2 separate regions of the Rattus norvegicus genome follow, and region 1 is linked to region 2. The links are chromatin contacts, called in public Hi-C maps. All regions are on one chromosome and are shown on one strand. The core of a region is the stretch at or near the end of the contact, and the rest is flanking DNA. Distances in the headings are between cores, read along the strand shown. Region 1 has its middle 210 kb from the start of Rnu6-760. Region 2 overlaps Sulf2 (sulfatase 2).

Evidence for each region. Hi-C and Micro-C count contacts between places; a contact is called where the count stands out from the background.
Region 1: a Hi-C map of frontal cortex shows a contact between it and region 2, with 2.3 times the contacts expected there. The contact joins two enhancer-like sites. A contact is called at or near these places in 2 of 12 Hi-C or Micro-C datasets (the A7r5 cell line and frontal cortex).

Annotation. Positions count from the first base shown.
Region 1 is chr3:175,647,385-175,651,840 of GRCr8, reverse strand. No RefSeq gene overlaps it. Among named protein-coding and RNA genes, the nearest start is that of Rnu6-760, 210 kb to the left of the region's middle. Within about 2 kb of position 2,375, at least 37 of the 93 cell types and tissues checked have an H3K27ac peak or open chromatin away from gene starts, as enhancers often do.
Region 2 is chr3:175,251,427-175,255,527 of GRCr8, reverse strand. It overlaps Sulf2 (sulfatase 2), which reads left to right. Exons shown (of 21, transcript NM_001034927.1): 7 at 1,356-1,531; 8 at 2,689-2,817; 9 at 3,720-3,776. Among named protein-coding and RNA genes, the nearest start is that of Sulf2, 70 kb to the left of the region's middle. Within about 2 kb of position 2,172, at least 3 of the 93 cell types and tissues checked have an H3K27ac peak or open chromatin away from gene starts, as enhancers often do.

The sequences.
Region 1 (4,456 bases), core at 1,126-3,625, 400 kb before region 2:
AAGGAGAGGAAAAGGACTAAGAAGCAAATAGCCCCAGGGTTGTCCCACAGTGCGCTATTTCATCCAGCTGGATCCCACCTCCTCATGTTTCTGGAACCTTCACAATTAGCCCCACCCACTCGACTTGTGAGCCTGTAGGGGGTGCTCCTAGCAACCACTGCTGTCAATCTCCGTGTTCAGCCTGGCCTCCTCTTGGCTACAGATGAAGCATCATTGAGCCTGAGGCATCTCCAGTCCCCACCAGCCCTAAAGCTAAGGTGTGAGCAGACGACCTCTCAGACCTGAAGAAGATAGGCAGGATGAGCAGCCCGGACAATGGCAGTAGGGGTGTGGAGCGGAGGTCATTGACATGGCAGGGGACCAGGAAGGAGACCAGTGGTGACTCGACCCAAAACAAACCAACTCTGAACCTAAGGGGAATGTGAAATGTTTGTTCTGTAGCCATGTTGAGTGAGCATGGCTAGGGAACCCTGGTTACCTCAGAGTCCACTGTCCAAGGCAGAAGCAGGTTCATGGTTTTACAGCTGTACAGAATGTAGAGAGTCGTAAACCAAGGCAAGGTCAGAGTGCACTGGTGGGTGCATCAGAGAGGCGGATACAGAGACGGGGGCAGGGGGAGCTTTTCTATGGCCTCAGGTGCTGTCTTGGCTTTCGGGTTGGGGGAAGCCAGCGGTCAGCCAATTAAATTGACGCAAAGGTTTTTATCTCCAGTCACAAGTTGTCCGTCCACTTACAGAGATGGACAAGAAATGGCTGTTACAGGTGGCTAGAACTAGCCCAATGTGGCTGCTCTTCAGGAATTCTCATCGGCACGCTCAAGGGACATTTCATCTAGATTCGCTCAAAACCTTGCTAATGGTAATGTCAACAGCCGATGTGTTTTTATAAAACCAAGGGTATGTTTTATAGAGCAAGGTACCTCAGCGGGCCCATGCTGAGGTATCCCCCCACCCAGGGGATGGTTACCAGCCAAAGGAAGGGCCTAGTATAAAATAGAGTTTATTTGAGGGCATGGGAAGGGGAATTTAAAAGGGAGTAGAGGCAGAGAAAGAGAGGGGACAGAGAAGGACAGAGTGAGAGAGACAGACAGACAGAGACAGAGAGAAAGAGAAAGAGAAAGAGAAAGAGAAAGAGAAAGAGAAAGAGAGAAGGGAAGAAGCTGGCCAGGCTGGGAACGTGTGTGTGTGTGTGTGTGTGTGTGTGTGTGTGTGTGTGTGTGTGTGTGTGTGTGTGTGTGTAGGGAGATAATGGGGTCAGGAGAGTGAAGGGAATCAGGCAGTCAGAGAGGCCTTACAGTCCCTTTTATAGTAAGCCAGGCCTACCTGACTGTTGCTAGGTAACTGTTGGGTGGAGCCTAGGAGGAAAGGAACAGCAGCCTTGGCACAAGGCATTTGAGGGACCAACTCAACTCACTAGTTACTAGTCTTGGTCAGGAAGCTGATTCGTTCTTCATGGGCACTTATGCCTGGGCATTTGCACGTGGGAAGAGACATTGTCACATTGCAAATTACCTTGCCTATTTCATTTTTCTTATATTTCTTTCTATGTTAAAGTCTGGATATCAAATAAAAGAACAAAACAAAACCAAACCAAAAGAATCACGTATGGGACCAGAGCAATGACTCAGTGGCTCAGAGTCCTGAGCTGCTCTATCAGAGGACTAGAATTTGGATCCCAGCCCCAACGTGGGGTGGTTCACAAAGCTCTGTAACTGCATCTCCAAGAGATCTGATGCCCCCTACTGACAGACACACAATAAAATAATATAACAAATCTTAAAAAAAAAAGATATAGATTACACTATCTGTGACTTTCATTTTTAAGTCTTGACTACAGTGGAAATGAATTTTGAAATTGTATCTGCAATGTAGATTCAGGACTGTTAGGGCCGAGAGCCGCCCTTCCTAAGGCTGCCTCCCTAAGATGCAGCCTTTCCCCAGGGAGCCTGCGACCTCATTCGAAGGGGCTTTTGAGCTCTTGCTAAATCGAGCCAGGTTTTCTTGGCAAGAGCTCCTTGCTTTTCTTCTTATCTGGCACGTTCTTCTCTGCCAAGACTCCTCTTATGGCCACGGCTGGAGGCTGGTGTAATTTTTATCTTTACATCCTCAGGCTGTCGGAACAGGCCTGGAACTGTCCCCATCAAGTGTGGTGACCTGGCTTCGGTTCGTTACAGATGCTGCTGAGGCTGCTGCCAAATTTAGGCCACTGTCAGTGAGCAAATAATTTGTCCCTCCATAGGAGATAGAGAGACATCAACGTGAAGAAGCAGGACAGAAAGCTTAGTCATGCAGAGGGCATGGAGCACAGAGGGCAGAGGAGTGGCCTCATTTATAGTCTGCAGCAGCCTGGGGCCTGGGGCCTGCAGCCGGGAGCCTGGAGCCTGGAGGTAACTGTGGAAACACTGTCCAGGGCAGCCTGTGCTCGGCACAGCCACAGAGGCTCCAGACAGGAGCAAACAGCACCGGTTCCCAGGACACTGAGAGGCAAGAAGTTAGCCAGAGGCTGACTGATCCTTAGCACACACAGTGTGGGTCATTCCACATGGAATCTGGGAGCTTCAGCTGATGCTCAATACAATGACTGGTTCTCACAGGGGTCCATGGGGGACAGGGGACTTAGCAGCCAGGGGAGGTCTCTTGGATACCAGGAGAGCTGTCACTGTGATTCATGGCTCCTCTGACATCACAGGGCGCTCTTTGTGATGCAAAGTCAAATATTGTCTAGACACACACCAGGCGGCCATGGGGCCTGTTGTAGCTCAGGGAATGGGACAAGGAGGCTGGACAGACAGACAGGAAGGCCAGCAGGCGACAGACAGACAGACAGACAGATACCCCACAGCAAATAAGGAATCGATCAGATAGGATGTTCTTGTAAGACACAGACAGACAGCCCTTTCCAGAAGAGGATCCATTATATAAAGTGTTCTGAAGCCACGTGGAGACAGAAGACTCTAGGCACATACCCAAGGGTTCAAATTATACATGATGGGTATGTTTCCACTTTTCTTCTTTTACTCGGAGAAGAAAAAAACCCAAATAGTCAAGGCTCCACATCGAACCAGAAGAGGGAGGGAAACCCTATTAAAGTCACCTGCACCAGAGTAGCTGAGCCAGCGGCTCCAGGCTGCTGCCTGGGGTAGAAGACTTGATGTCTGTGAGGATCACACTTCCTGCTACTCATTCTGAGTTCTCCAGTGAGGTGGTGGGGGTCTGACAGGGAAGGAGGCGCTCTTGACTGGGCTGGGGTGTCAGGGACTCTCTTTCCATATGCTGCCTCCCTGCTCAGACAGGATTGTTCACTACGGAAGATGCCAGCCTTGGAGCTGCTCCTGGATGTGCAGGCTCTGGGGTCAGGAGACTGTTCCTTTCCCCACACCCTCCAGCCCCCCCACCCCTACCCCATCACTCTACTCCCCTCACCTCCACGCTTTCCCTCTCTCCTCCCTCCCCCACCCCACCCTCAAGTCAAAGACTCCGCGATGTTCTGTCTTGAAATCTCTTTTTACCGAACAAATAATCTATCTCTTTTGGATCCAACCTCACCTAGACTCTCAGGCCAGGAAGAAAATATACATGAATTCGTTGGCAGGGTGTAGCGGGAAGCTGTAGTCCCTGTTCCCCTTGAAAAACTCAAGAGCGCAGATTTTACCACCCTCAATACGGTCCCCATTCTGGGCTTCCTGGCTTGGAATTGTCATTAAAGGCAGCGACATGCCCAGGACTTCCCTGACCCGGACCTCTGAGTCCTTCCATACCCTTAGATCAGTTCTAAGAATTCACACCACAGCCAGATTACACAGTACAGTAATTCCACTTCCGGTAGCAATCTCCACACTAGTTGATTACGTGTTGCTGTAACGAAGACCCGGGACAGAAGTAACACGGGAAGGAAAATTCACTTGGCTTATGGCTTTGTAAGGCCATAGTCCACCCATCGCGACAGCATGGCTAGGGTACAGCGCCTCCATCCACAGCAGTGGGAGCTCCTGGTGCCAGCTGTTCACATGGCGGTGAAACAGGAAGCAGAGAAAGCAGGCCAGAAGTAGGGGTGGAATCGTCTTCAAAGATATAATAGTCTTCTGTTTCCACTACCTATGCCTCCACCTCCTCACATCCTCACAGCTTTCAAAACCAACCAACCAACCAACCAACCAACCAACCAACCAACCAGCCAGCCAGCCAACCAACCAACCAACCAGCCAATCAGCCAACCAACCAACGCTCCACAAACTTGGTCCACAGCACGATTGCTGGAACACTCCAGATTCAAGCACAGTGATCCTTGGGGTTAGGACTTGGTTACAGCTAACCTGTCTTCCCAGCAGCTCTGACAGCACCCCACAGGGTGGCCGCCTAGAGCACAGTGCTGCACAGGGTCGCCGCCTAGAGCACAGTGTGGAGTGTGAGCCAAGGGCCTTAGCACAGCTGTCTGCTGGCACCTGGGGAGGCAGGGA
Region 2 (4,101 bases), core at 923-3,422:
TCTTGTCTCAGCCTCCTGAGTTCTGGAATTACATATAAAAACCACTATTTGCTTGGCTGCTTTTGTTTCTTAAAAAAAAAAAAAAAAGCAAATCAAACAAACAACGACAATAACAAAAACCCACTTAAAATTACAGTAGCTTTACTGAGCTGTGACTCATGCCCTCAGATAAAGTATAGGACGCAATGGGTGTTCGTTTTGTTTTTAAGACAGAGTCTCCTGTAGCCCACATTGGTCTAGCACTCACCATGTCACTGAGGATGACCTGGAATTCCTGATCCTCCTGCCTCCACTTCCCACATTCTAAGATGACAGGGAGTGCCACGTGGTTTATGCGCTGCTGAGGATTGAACTCAGGGCCTCGTCCACACTGGGCAAGCGCTCTAACCAGCTAAGTAAGCCACGTGCACAGCACTCGCTGACATCAGCTAAACCTCGTGCACAGCGCTCACTGACATCAGCTTGGCCACGTGCACGGCGCCATGTGCATTCACATGGAGTTGTACAACCATTACTCCTGTCAGGTTTGAACATCTTCATCACCCCCTTCCCCCCGCGGGAAAATCACCTTCCCTTAACCGTCACCCCAGTCTCTGCAGGTACTAAGCCCTTCCTGATAATCTGGGCATTCCGTTACACATGGATCATAAAAATATGGCCTTTGGGGACTGGCTTTTTCCATCAGAACACAGTTTTCAAGGCTCACCCATAGTGAAGCCTGTGCCGGAATCCCCAGGACCCACGGGCGCGGGAAATCTGACTCCCAAAAGTTGTCCTTGACTTTCACACACATGACAGAATGTACTCATACACACACCTCAGATATTAAGGAATTATATTCCACTGTGTGGGCTAACAGCTTACTCAAAAGGGATCCATAGCTATCTAAATTTAGATCAAAATGATATAAAATTCAAAGTCCATTCCTTGGCCACGCTAGACACAGTTCGTGTGCTCCATAGCCACGCCGGCCAGTTGCAGACCCTCATGCAGGACTCTATTTCAGGGTATAAATGCCTACCCTGGCCACATCCAGCTTCCCTCCTTCATTCATTCATGCATTCATTCATTCATCCAAGGTTATTTATTAAGGGTCAGCGCAAGTGGGACATAGCTACCAGCTGCCAGAGAGAAAACTACCAAGACCCTCACCCCGTGGGAACTTTCCACAACTTAACGAGTGTAAGGAACAGTTGAGGGCAGTGGCCTTATAACCTGTCCAGTCCCAGGGGCCTTGCACAGAAGTGGATTTGCCCCAGGACATGGATGAAATGGGAAATATGCTGAGACCAGAGGTCTCTAGTTCCTTGCCCCTCGCACTAGGCTAGCCACGTCACCTCTGGCCTCTGTTGCAGATCTATGACATGCTAGTGGAGACGGGCGAGCTGGACAATACCTACATCGTGTACACCGCCGACCACGGCTACCACATTGGCCAGTTTGGCCTGGTGAAGGGCAAGTCCATGCCCTATGAGTTTGACATCAGGGTCCCGTTCTATGTGCGGGGCCCCAGCGTGGAAGCTGGCTCTCTGTAAGTTTGTCTCCGGTATCCGTGCCCCAGGTCCCAGGCTCACAGGGAGACCTTGGATTCTGCTTGGTCTGAAGCTCAGCACAGGTCCAAGCCACGCCCTTCAGGGGCACAATTCTAGAACAGTTGAACCAGCCATTGTGTAGCCCAGGGTGGGTTCCAAGGAGTTGTATACCCTTCTTTCTGAGGCAGAAGCCAGGAGCTATGAACTCCCATGAAAACCAGCGAGGTGGGGCTCTGGGCCAGGAAATGCCAGAGCATGGGTGTTACCAGTGCGTAGGAAGATGCTTTGATTTCCACCCGTCTGGGCAGTCGCTGGTCTGGTGGCTGTTGAGGAGGAAATCTCAGAGAGCCATTGTCAGCTGAGCCTGCTCCGGTGGCACCACGGAGCAAGCTTTCTGCCCTCTGCTCTTTCCTCAATGGGCCGAGGCCCTCAGCCATTCTCCTTGGCCTAACCTCTGAGATGGCAACCTGAGGCAGAAGTGCTTGTAGGCGGCAGAGATGAAAGAAAAGCTACCAATCATGGCCGCCATGTCAGGTCCAGTCAGGTATGCACCGAGGGAGGACTGGGGCTTGCACAGAAGCCTTACAGCCCATCTTCAAAGCCAACAAGGGAGAGAGACAGAACGATTCTAGTGAGACAGCTAGCTGAACATCTGTCCACAAAGTGGCTGGAGTGACAACCCATTCCCCATCCACCCTGCTAGTTAGCCAGGTCTTTTCTGGGCCACTCTCACTCACACGAATAGCTACTGAGTGGATCACCCTGATGTGGTCCCAGGAGTGGGGTCCCTAACCATATGGGGCTTGTCACGAGACTCATTGTTAAGAGCTAAAGGCGTCACACAGCTGCCTAGAGGAAGATCATTCTGGGTAGAGTTTAACAGGGTCTTAGAGGCCAGACTGTGCATGCCCAGCCAGCAAGAATCAACAAGAGGGCGGGCATGTACCCTAGAGGCGAAGGAGGTTAGCACTGGCGCAGGTAACTTTGACAGTGTAGCACCGGACGGTACGGCTGGAACTGGGCTCCGTAAGGGTCAGAGGGTCAGGATGGAAGCTTCCTCACTTGCAGATGTCCCTCCCCCTTCACCTCCAGATGCCTCTGTCCCAAGCTAAGCTACCACCCAGGTGGCCAAGTTTCCACTCCCCCTGTCTCCCAGGAACCCCCACATCGTCCTCAACATTGACCTGGCCCCCACCATACTGGATATCGCTGGACTGGACATCCCTGCAGACATGGACGGGAAGTCCATCCTCAAACTACTGGACTCAGAGCGGCCAGTGAACCGGTGAGAAGGGAGCAGGACAGACCCAGGGGAGGAGGCTCTCTAGCCAGGGTGAACTCAACCATGGGTAACTGGGAGGACCACTAGTCTGAGGATCTAGGTGCCCTGCACTAACCCGTGCTTGAACGAAGGGCCAGCCCTCTCTGGGATTCTGTCCTCCCATTTGGAGCTAAGGGCCTTCCAAAGCTAAAATGATGAAAGTCCCAACGTTAACAGTAGCACTGCTGTGTACCAGGGCACTCCAGCAGGTTGGCCCGCAGCGTAACCCAGTAATAGTAACCCAGTAAAAGGAGGGTTGTGTTATTTCAATCCTAGAGAGATAAAATGATAACCAAGAATTCAGACTCTTCGTCCCAATGGTTATGGCTTTTATGGCCCTAGTGATGGGTGGTGTGACTTACCGGGACATGTTCCAGGTGTCCTGGGTGACTGAAGAAGCATCAATGGACAAAAAACAGATAGGAAGGAAGGTGGCTAGAGACGAGGAACCAGAAAGGCAGGAGCGACCTCTTGTGGTCAACCATGAAACTGCCCCTGGATAGCATCTTTCTGTGAGCCTTTCCTCACTTTTCCTCCCAGAGGGCCCAGTTCTGAGACCTACAGGTGGCTGCCCCTGTAAGACAATACATCCTCCAACAAAGGGGGCTGGAAGGACACATGTGCAGAGTGTAGGGGCACTGGACACGTGAGAATCGGGGTACAGACAAATGCCCGTGTAACTAGGTAACGTCAACTACAGAGAGGTATTCAGACCACATCTTGGAGAAGCAGCCCTGCCCCTGGGACATGGAGAACTTTCCAGTGTCACTCAATGACTTCCACCTGCCCCAGGTGGAAGGACCTGTGGACAGGGCTGGGGACACGGGGACCCTGCAGACAGGAAGCTGGACCTGCTTGTTTTCTAGGTTCCACCTGAAAAAGAAGCTGAGGGTCTGGCGAGACTCCTTCCTGGTGGAAAGAGGGTGAGTTGCTGGGCAGGGAGACCCCTGTGAGGAGCGGCCACAGACTCTAGGAGGCGAAATAGTTCTGTGCTGGTGACTGGGTGACTCGGAGGCTTATGCCCAAATCCCCTGTCACGATTGGGTGACTGATGCAGAATTCGAATCTGGAGGCCACATGTCCCCTTTCAACATACTTGGCAGAACCTGTACAATGTCATCACTGTTCATTTAATCCTAACTCAGGCCATCTGGGGCAAACTGGCTCCTGTAGACTTCCCGTTAAAACCCAGGTACTCCTAAGCAGCCAGACGCCCTGTCCTCCACAGTAGGTCTCCACAGAGCTATG